Regions from separate parts of the Gossypium arboreum genome. Here region 2 is linked to region 1. Evidence: chromatin contacts called from public Hi-C data. All regions are on one chromosome and are shown on one strand. Each heading gives the region's core, a stretch centred on a gene start, on an enhancer-like site or on the middle of the called end of the contact. The rest is flanking DNA. Distances are from core to core; before and after follow the strand shown. Region 1 has its middle 7.6 kb from the start of LOC108470047. Region 2 holds the start of LOC108469239 (probable copper-transporting ATPase HMA5).

Region 1 (3,883 bases), core at 802-3,301:
TAATGGTGGTGGGGATGATGGTGAAGAAGAAACACGGGGAAGAGAGGGAAAGGGCAAGGGTGGGGAGGTCTGCACAAAAGTTAATGGGCTTATTTGATAAAAGAGGGGGAGAGAATCAGAGTAGGGGGAGGGATAGCGGGGAAGAGGGAGAGGGATGGGAGAGTAATGATAGGGGGACGAAAAATGGCAGCTCTATTAAGTCTATAACGGAAAATGGTTAATGGTGATTGTTTTGTTATTTTTTGAAAGTTGAGTGACTGAATTGAAACTTGAATGACATTTTGTTAGCTCTCCCAAAGTTGAGGGATTGTTGGTGGTAATTTACTCATTTTTTATTATCTATTAAATTATAAAAATTTATATTTGAAATAAATAGTTAATTAGATAAACAAAATTTTGAAAAAGATAATTTATTCATTTAATTTAATTTAAATATATAATTGTATTAATTAAAATATATATATATATAAGGGTGCCGACCATTATAGTGCCGACACCAAAAAAAATATTTTTTAAACCCCCAGCAACCAGTAGCCAATGATGGGAGAAAGACTAACTTGGGTGTCGACCATGAGGGTGACGACACCACTCTCCACTGTTAATTTCAGGTTATTCTTGTCATTGTTTTTAAAGTTGAGTCATTCTTGCAAATAATTATTTTTTGAGTTAATTTAATAAAAAAAAAGCCAGATAAAACAAGTTTTGATCATGGAGAAAAAAATCGATTTACCTAACTAGAACCGATATACTCATTTTTTTTATGAGCTTTTTTACTCTAATATATAAATAATCTAAATTTGTTTTCAAAATAATGCATTTTTTTAATAATAACCAATCTAATATAAGTTTTTTAAAAGTGGAGAGAGAAATCAGTTTAATGAAACTAATTTTTGAATTTTTATGCATAAAACCCACCTCCCCATGTACCTATCAATCAAATGAAAGGAAATAAAAAAAAACATTAAGATTTAAAAAAAATTAATGAAGTGACATGTCAGAAAATCAAACCAAAATTGATTTAGAACTAAAAAAGTTGACGGAATGTTGGAACCAAAATCAGTTCAAATAGATCGATTTTTAAGTGATCAACGCATGGTAATTGGTGCCATTTTAGTACATTTCGTATTGGTTGGAATGCTCTATTATGGTAAAAATTATAACAACAAATTTTAAATTTCGTTCTATGCAAATTTCAATAGTATCATGGTGTGTTTTATTTGATTTAGCCTACCCAAAAAATTAATTTTAAGTAAACCATATGTATATATATGAGGTGATTTAATTATTCTGATTTTCTTTTATTTTTAACGTATCAAAATTGTAAATTGAGTCATACATTTCCCGAATGAAAGGAGGGGCATAATCTAGTGTAAAACAATTAAAGAGAAAAAATGAGTGAATTTTCAACTATATTGAAAAGAAAAAAAAAAAGAAAACTTCAATAACTATTAGTCACCAAACATGCTTGGCGAAAATAAAAAAAAAAAATATATATATATATATATATATATATATGTTGTATAAAGCGGCAAATATGATTGGAAGTCATAGTTTGACGAGTGCAAAGTACAGCAGGGGAATTCACCCGAAAGACCAGAGTTGCACCATGTCCCCTTTCTCAAGTTGGTTCTTCTTGACAACAGGGTTCTACGTGTTGGTGAGGACATAGAGCGAGGTGTTCCCCATAACCCACTTGTTAAAGGTAATGCTTGTTTGCTTCAACGATGGGTCTAAGAGGCACACCTGCATGGGTTTTTGTGAGCCAAGCCAACTTTTTAGCCTCTGCCTCGTTGAGGAAGTCATGAGTCTTGACTTGGGAGAAGGGTATGGAGAAACGACTGGCAGTAGGGTGACATCGGAGTAAAAGATGATCTTTTGGATGACCAAAACCAAACCCGTACCACCCATTTCTTCAAGTATATGTTGTTTGAATTTTGGAGGCAAGTCTGGTGGTGGCAGTGGGCAAACGGGTTTATGTTCTTCTTGCTTCTCTTGAGCTTTGGTTTCGGTGCTTCCCATTCGCGATCGTCTTCCTCTTCTAGTGTTGTGAATGCACGTTTCCTTTTCAATCCAACACCGTTGTTGAACTTGAACCTCAGGTTGAAACACATATTGTTGGGTGGTGCGTTGTATAGAAAATGCTTCAGGTAGTCATTATGACGACTTTTCTGCAATTTCAGTTGGTCAACTTCGGTTACTTGTAACAGGATATCAAAAGGACTCCAATTGGGATTGATCTTCTAATGCTTGAAATCATCATGGCAGAGCAGTTTCATCATCTTACTGTCTTCTGTATTTACTTGCAACTGAGAACAAATTTTGGTTACCGTTGCAGTACTGGTGAATGGGGGTAGGTTGCCTGGTTATTTGGTTGGGTGGGCCTTGTTTCCTTTTCTGTGTGTAATATTATAGAATCCATCATCTTTTTATACATTGCAACATTCGTTGCCCATCAATTCTTTTTTTCATAGCCTGGTTATCTGGATTGAAGGGGAATTTTAATGTTCTGTTACCTACGCCCAATTCAAGAAACACAAGATGAAACCTCCAGTGAGCTACACTCTTTCAGTAAGTTGACAAGTGTTATAAAAGTATAATAAAATATTAAAAAGAATACTTTTAAAAATAGATATATGATAATTTTTAAAGTTAATTGCAGAATAAAAAAAAGGTATATTGTGTGTATCAAATATTAACCCATATTATATATAAGTTTAAATTTTAAATTTTTTAAATTACTAAAGTTATGCCATTTAACTATATAATTTTTTATTTAATTTAATTAATATTTATAAATAGAGTTAACATGATATCAATCTACTCCAAGATTAATAAATTTTAAATATAAAACTTTAATTAATTTATTTAAAATTTCGATTTGGTAATTATTCTCGTTGAAAATAAAATAATTTAATTTAATTAGAATATAGTGCTTAACCTACACTTAAATTATAAGTTTTTTAGGAAATTAATATAAGTTTTAGACTTTTAAATTACTTGTTTTGATAAAATTTGTTACGAGAATATTTTTCAATATTTAATAATTTATGGATAAAATTAAAATAAATAAAGAAGAAATAATTATATATAATTTTAAAATTTTACAGAAACTATTAATATAAAATGATAATAGAATTTTATTTTAAATAACATACTCTTTTAAGAGAATATTGTAATTATAATTTATATATGTAATTATATATTCAAAATTTAGTGAAGGCATTATAAATAATTTTAAAACAGAAAATAATTAATTTAATTTTTGATAGAGTGAAATAGCAAATTGAAAATAAAAGGATATGGAAAAATCCGAACTAATCGATAGAATTTGAATCGATCTACTCGGGATGGAATAGATTTTTTTTTTAAAAATGAATGTGGGTGGGATGCAGTGGATTTTTTATTTTGGAAAATGTGTATGGAGCAGTCATGGTAATTGCTTACTCTACTCTACTCTACTCTACCTCGCTCCACTTTGTTATATTACCATTTTATCTTTGTTTATATAAAACTATTAAAAGATAAAAGTGATGTATTATATAAAAAAATTCTATATATTTTATATTTAGATGTTGTTGCGAAATATTATGTTTAAATGTTTACTTAACTTCAAATTTATATTTTTTTTATAGAACTTGACTTTAAAAATATTAATAATAAGTAAAAAATTTAAATCGAAACAGAATAACATAGGAATGCAAATAGATGCATCCAACATTTATAGAGGTAATACATGTTTTTAAAATTATACATTTATAATGAAGTGGGACAGATGATATTCCGCCCACTCCATCACCAAAACCCAGGTATTGTTAAATTCAAGCACAAACAATTGTATGTAAATAATAGCTATAAAAAATACAAGAAGCTATCTTCTTTTTTT
Region 2 (4,248 bases), core at 973-3,472, 93 kb before region 1:
GGTGCGAAAAAATGGCCTAAGACCATGACCACGAAGCCCTGGTAAGTGAGCTCCCTTTCTTTGTTCTCATACATCAATAAAAAAGATAAAAAAAGAAGATGAAAACAACTTGAAATCCTGTTTTGCTTTAGAAAATAAAAGGGAGAGTTTTATCACACAAGAAAGCAAAGGGCCTCAACCCCATTTCGGGTCCGAATCCAAAGACGGGGGAAATCTCCGATGGCACGGCCACGAGGTAAGTCCCTCTCCTCTCTTAGTTGCGTGTAAAAAAAGAAAATGTCACAAGAAAATCAAAATAGACTAAAAATAAAGAAAATCCAGAAATCAAATCACCTTTTTGAAATAGCCTTCTTTTTGGATTAATACTCTCTGCTTCTTTTCTTTCCAAAAAATCCCCCCTTTTTTGCATTCGCTTTTTTCTTTGGCTTTATAGCCAAGAATATTACAAATACATTATCCATGTTCTACTGCTTCTGCTTTGCGTGTTTCTCTTTCGTTTTGTAGGGCTAAGCGGGATCAACGGAAAGGGAGCAGGTAGTGGTACAGGCGATGGGACGGGGCGCCTATCTCGGGCGTTGAACGCGCTGACAGCACGTGAGGAGCAGCGCCTAATGTGCTGGTATGAAACCCTAGGGTTTCCTGGTTTAGTCTTTTAGGCCTATTGGGGCCCCCAATAGAAATTGGGTCAGATTTTTTTTAAAATGGATTTGGGTTTATTGGGCTTGGATTTGTAAAATGGACTGTTAACAATTATTTTTTGGGTTGTTGGGCCTCGGGCAAATTTGGGCCTCTACAAATATAATAGACACAATTGAATATTTAAAACCACATTTATTCATACTATGACATTAGCCATACAATACTCAATTCATGAATACATCATTATATACCATAATCAATTTTCATTACTTACTATATAATAGTTTTCCATTCCACATATTATTTAAATAATGACACTATCCATTCTACATTCAATTCATGAGTTCCATGTATTTACAATATATTTCACATTCTATTTCAATTCATTATTTTAATTCCATTGTGAGATGTTGGCTTGAAGAAGAGATTAAGCAATCACTGCTAATTGATGATAATTTTCATTAGGATGATGCTCGCTTTATTTTTAAACTTATGTTCAACAAAAAAAAAAAAAAAGATGAGATTTAATTCATTAATATTGTGAAAAATAAATATAAAATTTTTAAAATTAATTAATAAATTAAATATAACATGAATTTTGTAAGAAAACAATATGAATTGAATTAATGAAAATATATTTTTATAAAGAATTTGTCATAAATTAATTTTTTTCATTCCAAATTTGTCCATATATAAACAAAACATAATAAAATTTGTCCAAAATTGTTTCTATATTTTTATGAGGAATTTGTTTTGAATTAAATTTTTAAATGAGTTATACACGGTAGATTATTATGGTAACAAATGACAATTTATAAATTGTGCCATATAAGAATTGTTTCCTTTTGTGTAATCTCATATTATTATAATATATATATATAAAATATTTGTTATTATGTCAGTGGAGTTTTAGACTTCAAATGCAATGTTAGGGAGTTGATAAGTGTTTTATATAGGGTATATTAGATATATTAAATATGCTCTAAGATTTTGTACTCCTCGAATATTTAGAATTTAGTCATTTTACTTTTATTATAAGGCATTTACTCTCTCTACTTTTTAGATTTAAAAAGCAAGTTGAATTGTTAACATCTTTAAATTTTTTTGTTAAATTTAAGATCATTATATCGTCATTTTTTAGTTACATAGTTATCAAATGAATTTTTTTTAATTTCAAAATATCATACTAATAAAATTAACCAAAAAATAAGATGTTAATTATTGGATTTAAATTTGAAATATAAAAATAGAATAATTAAATTTCAGAAAATAAAAATATAAAGATTAAAATTAAAATTTATTAGACTTATATAGTATATTTGAACAAATTTTAAACCAAGAAATGCAACAGTTTGAACCAATTGAGAAATGGGCAAAGCGCAAAATGTTCCGTTCACACGCCGAAAAGTACAAAACTAGGGGACGTAGCCCTGATGCGAATACGGCCCCACTTTATCCGATGTGCGAGCATATGAAAATTCCACGTTGTAAAATTTGCCTTCACGGTCCCCAGACGACGTTTTGACCGTCTTCTCACAATCCTATAAATTACGCTGCATGGTACCCTTTTCAACTTGTATTAGCCTTGTTTGAAAAATAAATAAATTAAATCTTGATATAGTTGCTTTGCTTTTGCTTCTCTTAAACTGAGTTCCAAGCAAAACCCTTTTCTGTTTTTCCTCTGATTTCGCTAAGGTCTTCTTTGGGTAGTTTGAGATTTGAGTTTTTCATCATACTATGTCTTCTCAATCTTCTAAGGAATCAGTTCATGATTTCACTGTTAAGGTTCATTTTGGGTTTAATTCAAATTTATACCCCCATAGATTCAATTTAAATTGTCTTTCATTTATCTCACTGGGTTTTGTTTTTTTTTTTTTTGGCTGTTCAGGATGCAAGAGGGAATGATGTTGATGTGGCAAGAAGTTTGACGATGGCGATAAAGTTGTTAGCTTCGTCATGCGTAAGGAAGGAGAGTTCTGGGGATTTGTCACCAAGGCCTCATTATCCATCGATTCCCAAATACCCAAAAGGGGTTACGGCACAAGAAACGAGCTTGCAGGGATCAGAGGCGAAAGCTATGTTTTCAGTGATGGGGATGGCATGTTCGGCCTGCGCTGGCTCCGTCGAGAAGGCTATTAAGAGGCCTCCGGGAATTAAGGAAGCTGTTGTTGATGTTTTGAACAACAAGGCGCAAGTTATGTTCTACCCAAGTTTTGTTAACGTAAGTTTTTCTTAATTTATGTTTCGATAATTGAATTTCAGAACAACTAGCTTTTAATTCATCAAGTCGGATATTCAAATTAATTGCAGCCTTCTAAAGACATGCATGAATAGGACAAGAAAAATGTAACCTTTTTTTTGTTTGTTTGTGCAATGAAACAATTGTTTTCACTAAGCAACAAAAACAAGATTTGGTTCTCTGCTTTGACAAGTTTGACTTTATTGACTTTATTTCCACTTACCTTTGCTTGGGGAGGATAAGGAAGAAACAACTTAAAGTAGGCATGATTATGAACCCTTTGATTTTGACTTCTATTGATGCTTTACCGACAAATCTACAGGTTGCTGCAATTTGTTTTTGTGAATGGGGCCAGCTTGGTAGTGAGCCATGAAACCCCACCTTACGTGTTATATACTTAAATCCCAAGTACCACCCTTCAAATTTTAAGTCTACTCAAATTTGGCTTCTCATATTGTCAATCCAATGATTAGGATATTTATATATTTCATCAATTTAACTTCTATATTTGTTAAATTGTTTCATTGTCTCACGTTTCGTCTAGGTTAAATTGTTTTTATATTAGATTTTTATATAAAAATATAAAAAGACAATAGCGTCTAATATTTCTTATTTTTAAATGAATTTTTTAAATAATTTTTCAATTGAGTTTATGTTTAGTCTATTGTGTTACTAATTCTATTAATAACTTAAATATAATAACTATAGATATAATATTTTAAATTATTTTTATATCAAAATATAAAAATAAAAATAAAAACATTATTATAATAATATTTGGTAATTTTTTATTTTTAATAAATTTTAATTGAATTGATGTTGGATTAATTTGTGTTATTAATTCTGTCAGAAGTTTAAATATATTACGTATAGATATAATATTTAACTTTTTAAGTGAGCTGAGGGAAAACTAAGGGGAAAAAATATACTTCTACATCAAGAGCTATGCTTCATGTTGTTTACTGTTGGATGCTAATTTCCAAATGACAAAAAGGGTTGGACTGAAAGTTTTACTACAGCTTTTCTCATTGTTACAGATGCAAAAAGATATTACTTGATGACGTTAAGTGAATGAAGTAAAGCTTAAAAATGTATCCCACTAATTGTTCTTGCAGTTTCATTAGAAGGTGCAGGATTTAGCTCCTAACTTATTAGATGCAAGTTGGACTTGAATCTGTCTTGTTCTTTTGTTTTTTTATCTTGAACAAGGTTTTGAAATATTAAACATTTATAGGAAGAGAGCATTCGTGACGCCATTGAAGATGCTGGATTTCAAGCTGCATTGATCCAAGACGAGACCGACTATAAATCCGTTCAAGTCTGCCGTATTCGGATCAACGGAATGACATGCACTTCTTATCGACGGAATG

What was found. A called contact is a pair of places that touch in the nucleus more often than the background predicts.
Region 2: a Hi-C map of leaf shows a contact between it and region 1, with 3 times the contacts expected there. The contact joins the promoter of LOC108469239 here to the enhancer-like site in region 1. A contact is called at or near these places in 2 of 5 Hi-C or Micro-C datasets (both in leaf).

The regions. Positions count from the first base shown.
Region 1 is chr8:9,403,724-9,407,606 of ASM2569848v2, reverse strand. No RefSeq gene overlaps it. Among protein-coding and RNA genes, the nearest start is that of LOC108470047, 7.6 kb to the right of the region's middle. Within about 2 kb of position 2,051, at least 2 of the 2 cell types and tissues checked have an H3K27ac peak or open chromatin away from gene starts, as enhancers often do. A contact at or near this core is called in leaf, where this site is marked.
Region 2 is chr8:9,496,050-9,500,297 of ASM2569848v2, reverse strand. LOC108469239 (probable copper-transporting ATPase HMA5) reads left to right here and starts at 2,222. Exons shown (of 2, transcript XM_053018194.1): 1 at 2,222-2,860; 2 at 4,113-4,248. The coding sequence starts at 2,570. It overlaps LOC108468129 (a long non-coding RNA gene), which reads left to right. Exons shown (of 2, transcript XR_001868968.2): 1 at 1-41; 2 at 132-860. It overlaps LOC108468130 (a long non-coding RNA gene), which reads right to left and starts at 471. Exons shown (of 2, transcript XR_001868969.2): 1 at 334-471; 2 at 1-252.